Regions from separate parts of the Oryctolagus cuniculus genome. Here region 1 is linked to region 2. A link is a contact called in public Hi-C data. All regions are on one chromosome and are shown on one strand. Each heading gives the region's core, a stretch centred on a gene start, on an enhancer-like site or on the middle of the called end of the contact. The rest is flanking DNA. Distances are from core to core; before and after follow the strand shown.

Region 1 (4,919 bases), core at 1,832-4,331, 820 kb before region 2:
ATGTAGTTTTCAGTAAAGACTGGTGTTTCATTCTCATAGCATGCTTGTTGCCACGAAATGACTCTTGGTGGGGAATGCCATGTTCTGATGGCGGTGGAATGCAGAATTCTACCTTCTTGGGGTAAAGAGAGAGACATGTATTTGGGAGCATTTACCTACATGAATACCCGGTACTGGTTTGTGTGATTGCTTTTCTCTCTAGAATATGGGTTGGTTTACACCATCACTATTTTCCCAAGGCCTTGTGATAGAGTGTAATATTCCATGAGAAATGGTGTTGGGTGTTTAATTAAGAGTCTCTCCATGGTCAGCACCTGGCATCTTATGGCCCAGTCGTATGATGATCCTGTGTGGATGACAAGACCCAAAGGAACTGTATTTGTCCTCCTTTCTTGCCTTCTGGTATGGATGTCAGGCTTATACCATTTTGAGATACATTTATTACAGAAAGGAAAATCGAGTTATGGGCTTCCTGTTGTGAGTAGAACTGTATTCTCAAGTAGACAGCTAGGATATGTGAGCCCAGAAGCACTTGGGGTTTGGCAAGGTTTGTCATATTTTTGAAATATTTGGGGTTCAGCAGAGCCCAAAATATATTTTGCTCAAAGCACTATTTCCTTTTCATTTTATAAAACCATGTATATTCTAGGGAAATTTAATCTGTGTATTTTGGAATCATTTAACCCTCATTCATCAAAATATTGCATGGTAAATACTAGATCTGGGTTCAAGAAATCTCTAGAGCTCTTTGATAAGTGGTTGTTTTCTTTGAGTCTAAAAGTAACAAATTGCTTTGAATGAACCCAGAGCAATATGGAGCTTACTTCTCAGATTATCTCCCAGGCAGAGAGGGCAGGCTTTGTACAAAGCCAGGATGGGGTCAAGGCTTCCTGGGGGCTATGGATGTTTAAGGGCTTTTTCTATGAGGCCTCCTAGCACGTTTGGCTCAACCAGGGTTGGTTCTCTTCTGATACAACACAACCTAAACTTATTCCCAACCCATACTTTCTGAACCTCACAAGTCTTTGCTTAAAACTATATTTTTCTCATCATGGGGGCTAATATATTAATTTTTATGTTAATGTCTTACATTGAAATATGATGTATGTTTTCGTTTCTTCTATCTGCTGATTCAATCTTCCATCTACTGGTTCATTCCCTAGGCCAGGCGAAACCCAGGAGGGTGTGGCAGGGACACAAGTAGTTGGGCCATCTTCTGCTGCTTTTCCCAGGCCATCGGCAGGGAGCTGGATCGTAAGAGGAGCAGCTGGGACATGAACTGCTGCCCATCGGGAATGCTAGTGTTTCGGGCAGCAGCCTTACTTGCCATTCCATAATGCTGTGCCCAACTTTTGAGTTTTTTTACGTCCTCCTAAGTTTTTTGCTTTGGGAATCACTGGACTCATTCCTGAGCTTCCCTGTCTTCTTGGGTTGAATCATACCAGTGGCCATTGTGGCCTGGTGGGGCATGGTGGCTGAGAAATTTTACTGCAGCCCATCCCCGACTTGTGGCTCAGTTGGATTTTTCTCTTCCTGGGGATCAGATGGGTGGTCTGGGCCCAGAGTGTTCATGCGGGTGCCTTTCTCTCATGTATCTGAGTTTGTGCAGAAGCCATGGGGTTTGTAAGCAGGTGCTATATAAGAATGGAATAAAGACACTTGTTTAGGACATAGATTTTCCCCATCAAAATGGTGATTTCATTTCAATCTCATACAGATTAGAAAGCTACCATTCATCCCAGTGATACCTAACAGGAAATTCTGAACCAAAGGATGAGGTCAGGGAAGAAATTTATTTGAAGTCACACAGAATCTCAAGACTGGCTTTAAATTCAAGGTCTTTAAACTCACAGCTAATGGCTTAGGATGACTATTGCCGGCAATGACTGCAGAGTGACGGATTCTATGCTCAGTGTCTTCTTAGGTGTGCTGTGTCATCTCATCTTGCAACAGTCTCAGGCTGGAACTATTATCCTTATATCGCAAAATAGAAAACTGGCACTTAGAGAAATTAAACAACTTTCCCAAGACTACCCAGTGGTAATGGTGGAATCTAGATCTTTCAGACTCGAAAGTCTGGTTCTTATTAATTGTTCTGCCCACCTCGCCTTCTACAGTCCACTCACTGGAAAAATAAATCAGTTTCCTTTCTTTCATAGAGCATGCTGATAACAGTGTCTTCCACATTAAGAGACTGACTGAAAAAAAAATACTTTAGTTCTTCCACTGAAGTTACAGTTTCCCTGCTTTGTGTTTTTTTTTTTTTTTTTCAGATTACAATGAAAAAGCCCTCAGTGTCTAAATTAAAGCAAAGTCAAGTTCTTTTCCTTTCCCATGTCACAGTCTTCACAACACATTTTCTCTAGAGTTCGGAAGCCAAGGTTCATCAGACCAGCTGCCTCTGATCTGGTTTCTGCAAGTGTAGATGGAGTAAGACAGAGAGCAATTTGCTGTAAAAGTTTTTGGGATGAGCTGAGGGATAGGAAGCGCTGAAGAATTCACACTCATCTGGCAACAACAGGGAGGCCTGTCTGTTAGCCTGAAAACCCCGGGCCTAGACCTACAAAGCATTCTTTGCTGGCTCCCCTCTGAACGCTATATGGACCCTGGGAGGATTTCCTAACGGATGTGGCCCAGTCATTCTCCTCTGGGAAGGCTTTCCCTCTGACCTCCAAAGCCCCACTGAGGGCTTGCCCTCAGGTGGTTGTCCAACCATGGTTCAAGTGCATAGTCGTGGCCTATTTCTTGGTCATCTGGTTCAGAGAATATGGTGCCTTGGGAACAGCCTCATGTGGACACCTTGACCTTGTGAAGTTAAGAGAAGGAGGCATCTGATCGGGGGAGTTTTTTAGCTAACAAGGCTGTTTCATGGGCTTGGGATCGAGAACCCAGCAGCCTGCATCCAAGGGTAGTTATATAAGAGAACCTCCAAGAGGGGACAGGACGTGGTTTGCTACAAATAAATAATGCAGAAAGGCTACACTCACTCGTGCCACAGCTGGGAAGCAACTATGAGCAATGAATTTCTCATGCTAACAAATCGAAGCTCTTTGCAAAACAGATGCTGAGCCCTGGGACTGGCACCGGATCTCCCCTGGCAGGAACTGCAAAGGTTCAGAGATGGAAGGGCATCTAGAGACCATTTGTTCATAAACACAGCTGAAGGCTAGTAACCTGCTTTCAGGCTGTGCCTGGGCTGCACAGACAGATCCCTGCCATGCAGTGTTGCCATGAGGAAGAAGGCAGACATGCGAGACTTCTACAGCCCACGCTCTAGAGAAATAATTAAACAGTTTTTCTTAACCTCTTGAACTTTTCATTTATTATTGCCATCCATTATGTCTGCCTTCTCAAATCACAGAATCCCGAAACTGAGCTCTGGGGTCAAGGGTTTATTGTTTAATGGAGATAGAACATTTTGTAAATTGCACAAAGTCACAATGTTTATAATAGAAGCTTCTGGTGTACTGAATCTTTTCCATTTAACAAACAGTGAGCTTTGACATGTGTTCTTCCTACATAGCAAGAAATCTGGGGTAAGTGCAGTACTGGCATGAATGCGTTACCAAATCCTTCCTGTAAACCAAGTGACATCTGCAGTCAAATAAAAACATTCCTTCCACCAAATACCAGGAAATGCTAAAAGTATCACTATTCTTCTAAGGTCATGCTAAAATGAAGTTCTGGCTTTGAGAACACAGAGTAAAGGCGAAGAAGGCCAACATTTTTGTCCAATACACATTTGCTGCTACAAGTCCTTGGGGATAACCTCCTGTTTCAAATATGAACATGTGTATAGAGAATTTTTCCTAGGATTTAACCTTCAAATGAGAAGTGTAAATATTTTAAGAAAATGTACTAATGTTAAAAAATATCCATGTTGTCTTTGTTTTTACTAGAATTTGTACTTTCAAGTCAGAAAAGGATTTGCTTGAAACAAAGCAAACATTCTCAAAAAATGTACCCAGCCAAAATAACCAATGTATAAATACCTAGGATTAACAAAATACGAAATATTCCTTAGTACAGAAACTTAACCAAGAATTGGTAAGACCTTGAGAAATTACAGGAAAGGATGTCTTAAAATTGTAAAGGTCTAATCAATATTTTTAAAGGAAGCAAATATTTGTGTAATACATTACACACTCCCTTGTATTTGTGTCTACGTGTAGGGGTAGGTAGAGGACTTTATTACGTAAATGCTGCATAAAATCTTTTATAATGTAAGTGTAGTTGATAAAAAATGTAAGAAGTGGCTTGTCATGTGTGATGAACATAATTATTTTCTTAAGGATTAATAATTGGTTCATAGCACAAGACTTACTTTTGGTTCTTTTTATGAGATAAAAAACATGCACAATCCTTACATTTTATATTTGTAATGATTCAGGCAGAGTTTGTTGCACAGTTCTCCCCTCCTAAGCTGTCCTATGCAATGGTCACTCATTTTTTTTCCCCTTACTGTCTAAGTCTGAAAGAATGCTGTAGCATTTATGTTGGTTTCAATGGACTTGGTTGCTAACTATGGGCCGGGCAAGGTCATTCATTATTGGCCAGCAGATGTCACTGTGGGTTTGGGTGGTAACCCAACTGATCACAGAAAAGAATGACAGAAAAGGATGACAGGGAATAGTAAGAGGGGAGAAGGGGAACTATACAGAAAGAAAAGAAAAAGTTAATTAAATATCCTTTTGTGTTTCTATAGATCCTATCTTTAGGATCATAGAATTCTTTGTACCATCTTCCTAGTTTCTGTTGGTCTAGAAATGAAGTCACTTGCATGAGATCTGTTGATTCGGAGTTAGTCACTGAAGACAACTTTGGTACATACAATAGAAATGGGGATGAGCAAAATTGAGAAGTAGGTTCCCAAGGCCTGTTCCTAATCACTCAGTGTGTCCTGGCTATCTATCTTTCTA
Region 2 (4,561 bases), core at 1,888-4,387:
TGTAATGCTTTCAAATAAAATAAGTAAATAAATATTTTTTAAAAATTATCTGCTGTGGCCAGGGAGTGCAGTGGAGGATGGCCCAGGTGCTTGGGCCCTGCACCCCATGGGAGACCAGGAAAAACACCTGGCTCCTGGCTCCTGCCATTGGATCATCGCGGTGCGCCGGCCGCAGCGCGCCGGCTGCAGCGGCCATTGGAGGGTGAACCAACGGCAAAGGAAGACCTTTCTCTCTGTCTCTCTCTCTCACTGTCCACTCTGCCTGTCAAAAAAAAAAAAATTATCTGAGATAGCACCATTGAAGTTTAAAACAAAAATTCAATAAATATAGTCCAGGATCTCAAATCTGTGTTTCTACTATTCTTTAGTGATTTGGTTTTAGCAACATGACCCATCCCTCTAATGGATTGATGCTATTATTTGGAATACTACTGGTTTTCTCAGAATAAGGGACAGGCATCCAATACTATGTGTGTATATATAATAATGACGTACAATAAAATGTAATAATAAAAATGGATGTCTATCAACCCCAGGATGCACAAAGACTGTGTTGTCCCTTTAAAAGATTACTGTGTATTTCTCAAGTTTGAGAGGCATCAGCCTCAAGCTCTCTCTGTCCCTGGAACGCTTCGCTTCGTGGAAGAAGCAGCAGGGCAGGTCAAACTAATTAAGTGTTCCTAAAAACAGAGCTCACCAAATACCGCGGCTGCAGAGTCACAGCATCAAGAGCCAGCCAGCACCGAGAGGACTGACCCCGGGGCACGCCAAGGGCTCGCTTTCACGGCCTCTAAGCAACACTTTGCTTTCACGCTGCGCCCTCTACCGCAGTCATTGAGAATGACAGCGCGTCCCGCTCCAGCTCCTGGGCCAGACTGCATGCAGCCAAACCGTCATCCATCAGGCCCTCCCCGGGGACAGTCAGACGTGCGTGTGCCCTGCGATCTATAACACAATCTGACCTTTTTTTTATGTAGAGGTAAACACACCACCTGTCACCTCTGAAAACTCAGCCTTGGGGTCGTGCACATCTGGAATCAGCCCCTGAGATGAATGTGGAACAAGAAGGAAGGCTAAGGTAGTCCGCCTCTGACTCTCCCTCACGCAGCAGCAATGTTCGGCTTCCACATGTGGACACCTGAACACTTCCCCTGGGAGGATCACGAGGCTCAGATCGGCTGAAAACCAGCTTCAGGACACCTTGAAATACACTGTGGCTCTGTCTGCATGCCCAGCACGCGATCTTGCACACCTGTGCGCTCCGCGGGCAGAATTAGAAGGGACGCAGAGGCCGCAAGAGGTGACCACGCTGGCGCACGCCACCGCCTCGGGCACAATTTGAAACTCCCCGATTTTCATCTCTAACCCATCACACAATGGCACAGCCTGCTCAGGAAGACCTCTTCCCATTCAATTAAATTTAAATTAAATGGACTTTATTCTGCACCTAAGCACAATTCAGTAGATTCCACACTTGCACACGCTGCGTTGCTCAAACAGAGCCATTTAGACCCGACTCCGCAGTGTGCGCCAGGGTTGAGCAGCACGACGCGATTGTCTCAGAGACATCCTGGCCCTCCTCACTTCACCTTGAAACCCATTCCGGGGACGGAGGCTGCTTTCATCACAGCCTTATCGCCTCCTTCTCGCCTTCCGATCGCGGGTCCTATCTCCTGCCCGCCGAGCTTGGCCGAGGGCATTTCCCTTCGACACCTAACAAACGGCTTTCCATGGGCTGTGTTTTTCTGTTTGTCTCCAACACAAGGCTCAGTGCTCCGCTTTCTGGGAAGTTTCTAGTTGTTCCAGGGGGTGAAGCTTCCCGTTTATGCAGGTGAGTGTCCCGAAGCTCAAGTGAGAGCAGCTGGGTCATAATACTCCTGCCTCCCTGGAGAAAGCGGCTTGCAAAGAAAACCTTATTGTTTGCCTGCATATTTGCTCAGAGTGAAATTGGCAAGAAAATAGAAGTCCCCGCTGTCTTCCTCGTGCCATTTTCATATTCTTGCCTCTACTACGACCCATCAAAGAAGTCATTCGGCTAGCTTTGTCTACTCTACTCTTCACTAACAACTAGTTAAAAGGACTTCACCCTTAACCTCAGTACCTGTAACCAAATGTAAGATAGCAATCAACCTTCCTACCGCCGTGTTTTCCTACTTAATTCTTTCCCTGTGGGCTGACTCTTGGACATGGAATTCAAACACACGAACACATTTCTACACACCTCCCCAAGCCAGCTTTGCTTTATCACCTTCCGCCAAGGCGTGGAACACTGTATCCCATAAACAGGACTGGTAAGGGCAGATCCGAGCCAACCTTTTCTTTGGCTGCCTTTCAAAACGTTGTTTAAAACAAGATATGCTCTTGAACTGGAAAAAGGCATAACACATGATAACCTTCGAAAGCAGCTACTTGCTCTGCCCAACCAACCTCATTGCACAACACCCTGACTTCACATGAAGCGCTGTCTTCAGCTACAGGCCAGAGGAAGGTACGAAGTGACCCAATGGAGGTGAGATGAATTTCAGTGTGACTTGGCCATAGTGAAATGCTGCACCAAATTTGACCACAAAGAAATATCTAACAAGTGTAGGATAATGCAAAATTCTTAACTCTATCACATAATCTAATCCTATCACATAGGATTCTAATTATCATCCCTTAACCTCCCCAGCTGGCTGTCCAACAGTCATGCCTACTCTAGGAATCACTTCCTTGGTGTTAGCCAGGGACCTGTCCCGAGTCACCAACGCTCTCTCAATGCTATTTGGAAGAAGGTAGCCTGTGCAATGGAGTGATCTCCTCAAGGCAGAGCTAACTCAAATGGTTAACCACTGACATCCCACACCAGATCTGTGAAGCTAAACCAACCAAGTAAGATCCCACACTTACACACAACAAGCAAAGGAAATACCCTTTTTCTGTCACCGTCTGTTAAAACAGACACATAAGCAAGCCCAGATTCAGGTCAATGGGCAAAGATACAGCCCAGCCTCAGTGGAGTGGGACCAAGGACACAGCGTGCCCGCGGGGCCAAACAGCACTCGCTTCCTTTGTTTGCCGCTTGCGCCCTCTGTGAGAAGAAAGCATGCAGAGAATTTTTGTGAGCTGAAGTGTTTTAAGCCAGCTGGGCCAGACCCAGTTTCTGCAGAAGTCACCTCCTGAGAGTGTGGTGTCAGCGTTGCCATGGAATCGGGGCGGGATGGATTCTCCTAACTCCTCCCGCAGTACTCCTGCCTCTGCCAGATGTGACGCTAGCGGCCAGCACGTCTCGTCCTCCCGGGAATGAGCCCCAGCACCGTCAGCAAGGCAGTTCTATTTCAACCGTGCACAGATAGCATCACCAGAAGGGGTTCCCTCATGTGCCCACGAAGCCCACAGAGAAACCTCGGCCTGGGGGAACCTCCCTGAGGGAAAGGGACCCTTCCAAGTATGGCTGCTCCGTGCCCTGTTCCCAGGCCCCTGCAGTAGCTCTGCAGGTCCAGCTCTCACCACTGGCTCACCCTGTATCTGCAACAGAATGCCTGACCTGGTGCTGGGTTTCCCCATCTGTAACATCACAGTAATTATTTCAGTAATTAAGCACCTGCCCCGCCCCCCACTGCCTTTTACTTTCATGGTCTTAATCCAATAAATTCAAAATACACAATGGATGTGGCGTTGGTAAATTCTCCCAACGTCTAAGGGAGACACAGTATTTGTGTCCCTTATAACTGGCTGCTCACACAGAAGGGAAGGGATTTCCTCATGACAGGCAGTGAACCCCTGGGCAAAGACTCCCGCTGCCCTCACATCCTCCTCCGTCTGACTTCTACAGTGCTGAGTGCCCAGTGACTGGGACAGGTGGGCACGTCTCCCAGTGCTATTCCTCTCATTATTCATCCTTTCGGGCCTTATCCAATCTAAGGTTTTATCACAAGGAAAGAAATCCCCAAAACACGATTTGTGTACAGACTCAAACCTGAACTTGCAAACTGAAAATCTGTCAAAATGAGGCAAACATTAAACTCAGAATTTCTTTGTTTGTTTGTTTATTTAGTTTGGAAAAAGACCCCCAAATTTGTTCTCCCTTGCACCTTAGGAAATTCAGTACCCAATGCTTCCCTATAAATAGTTGTCAATAAACACAACTACTGCAAATGTATTCAGTAAATGTTGAGGTCAAAGGCCTTTGCTGTTTATTGCCTTGTAAACTCAAAGACAAGTGAATTTATGGCTTGAATGAGTTTCAGGGTATTGGCCTTCATAAAAGTTCGGAATCCCAGGTACAAAATGCTCCATCAGCTCACACCAAAGCCATGCTGGACAGCACTGAGAGAGCCCGCCACTGGATTCATAATTCAAACACGTCACCGAGAGGGTATTGTTCACCGTGTTGCACACATCCCCAGGGGTTACGGCTGAACCGCGCCTGTCATTATTACAAGAACTTGCTTCAGCTGAACTATAAATTGCTGCTGCTTCTTAAACAGTATCGCCTATTAGCCCAGCAATGCACACTCTCCAAAATATCAGAGGAAATGGGTCAAGAAGGGAAAATTCATCATTTTTCTCTAGCCTTTGC

What was found. A called contact is a pair of places that touch in the nucleus more often than the background predicts.
Region 1: a contact with region 2 is called in a Hi-C map of an unstated tissue, with 7 times the contacts expected there. The contact joins two enhancer-like sites. A contact is called at or near these places in 5 of 6 Hi-C or Micro-C datasets (ear pinna, embryonic fibroblasts, liver and 2 more).

The regions. Positions count from the first base shown.
Region 1 is chr12:22,927,768-22,932,686 of mOryCun1.1, reverse strand. No RefSeq gene overlaps it. Among named protein-coding and RNA genes, the nearest start is that of DDHD1, 330 kb to the left of the region's middle. Within about 2 kb of position 3,081, at least 1 of the 8 cell types and tissues checked has an H3K27ac peak or open chromatin away from gene starts, as enhancers often do.
Region 2 is chr12:22,104,832-22,109,392 of mOryCun1.1, reverse strand. No RefSeq gene overlaps it. Among named protein-coding and RNA genes, the nearest start is that of CDKN3, 44 kb to the right of the region's middle. Within about 2 kb of position 3,137, at least 1 of the 8 cell types and tissues checked has an H3K27ac peak or open chromatin away from gene starts, as enhancers often do.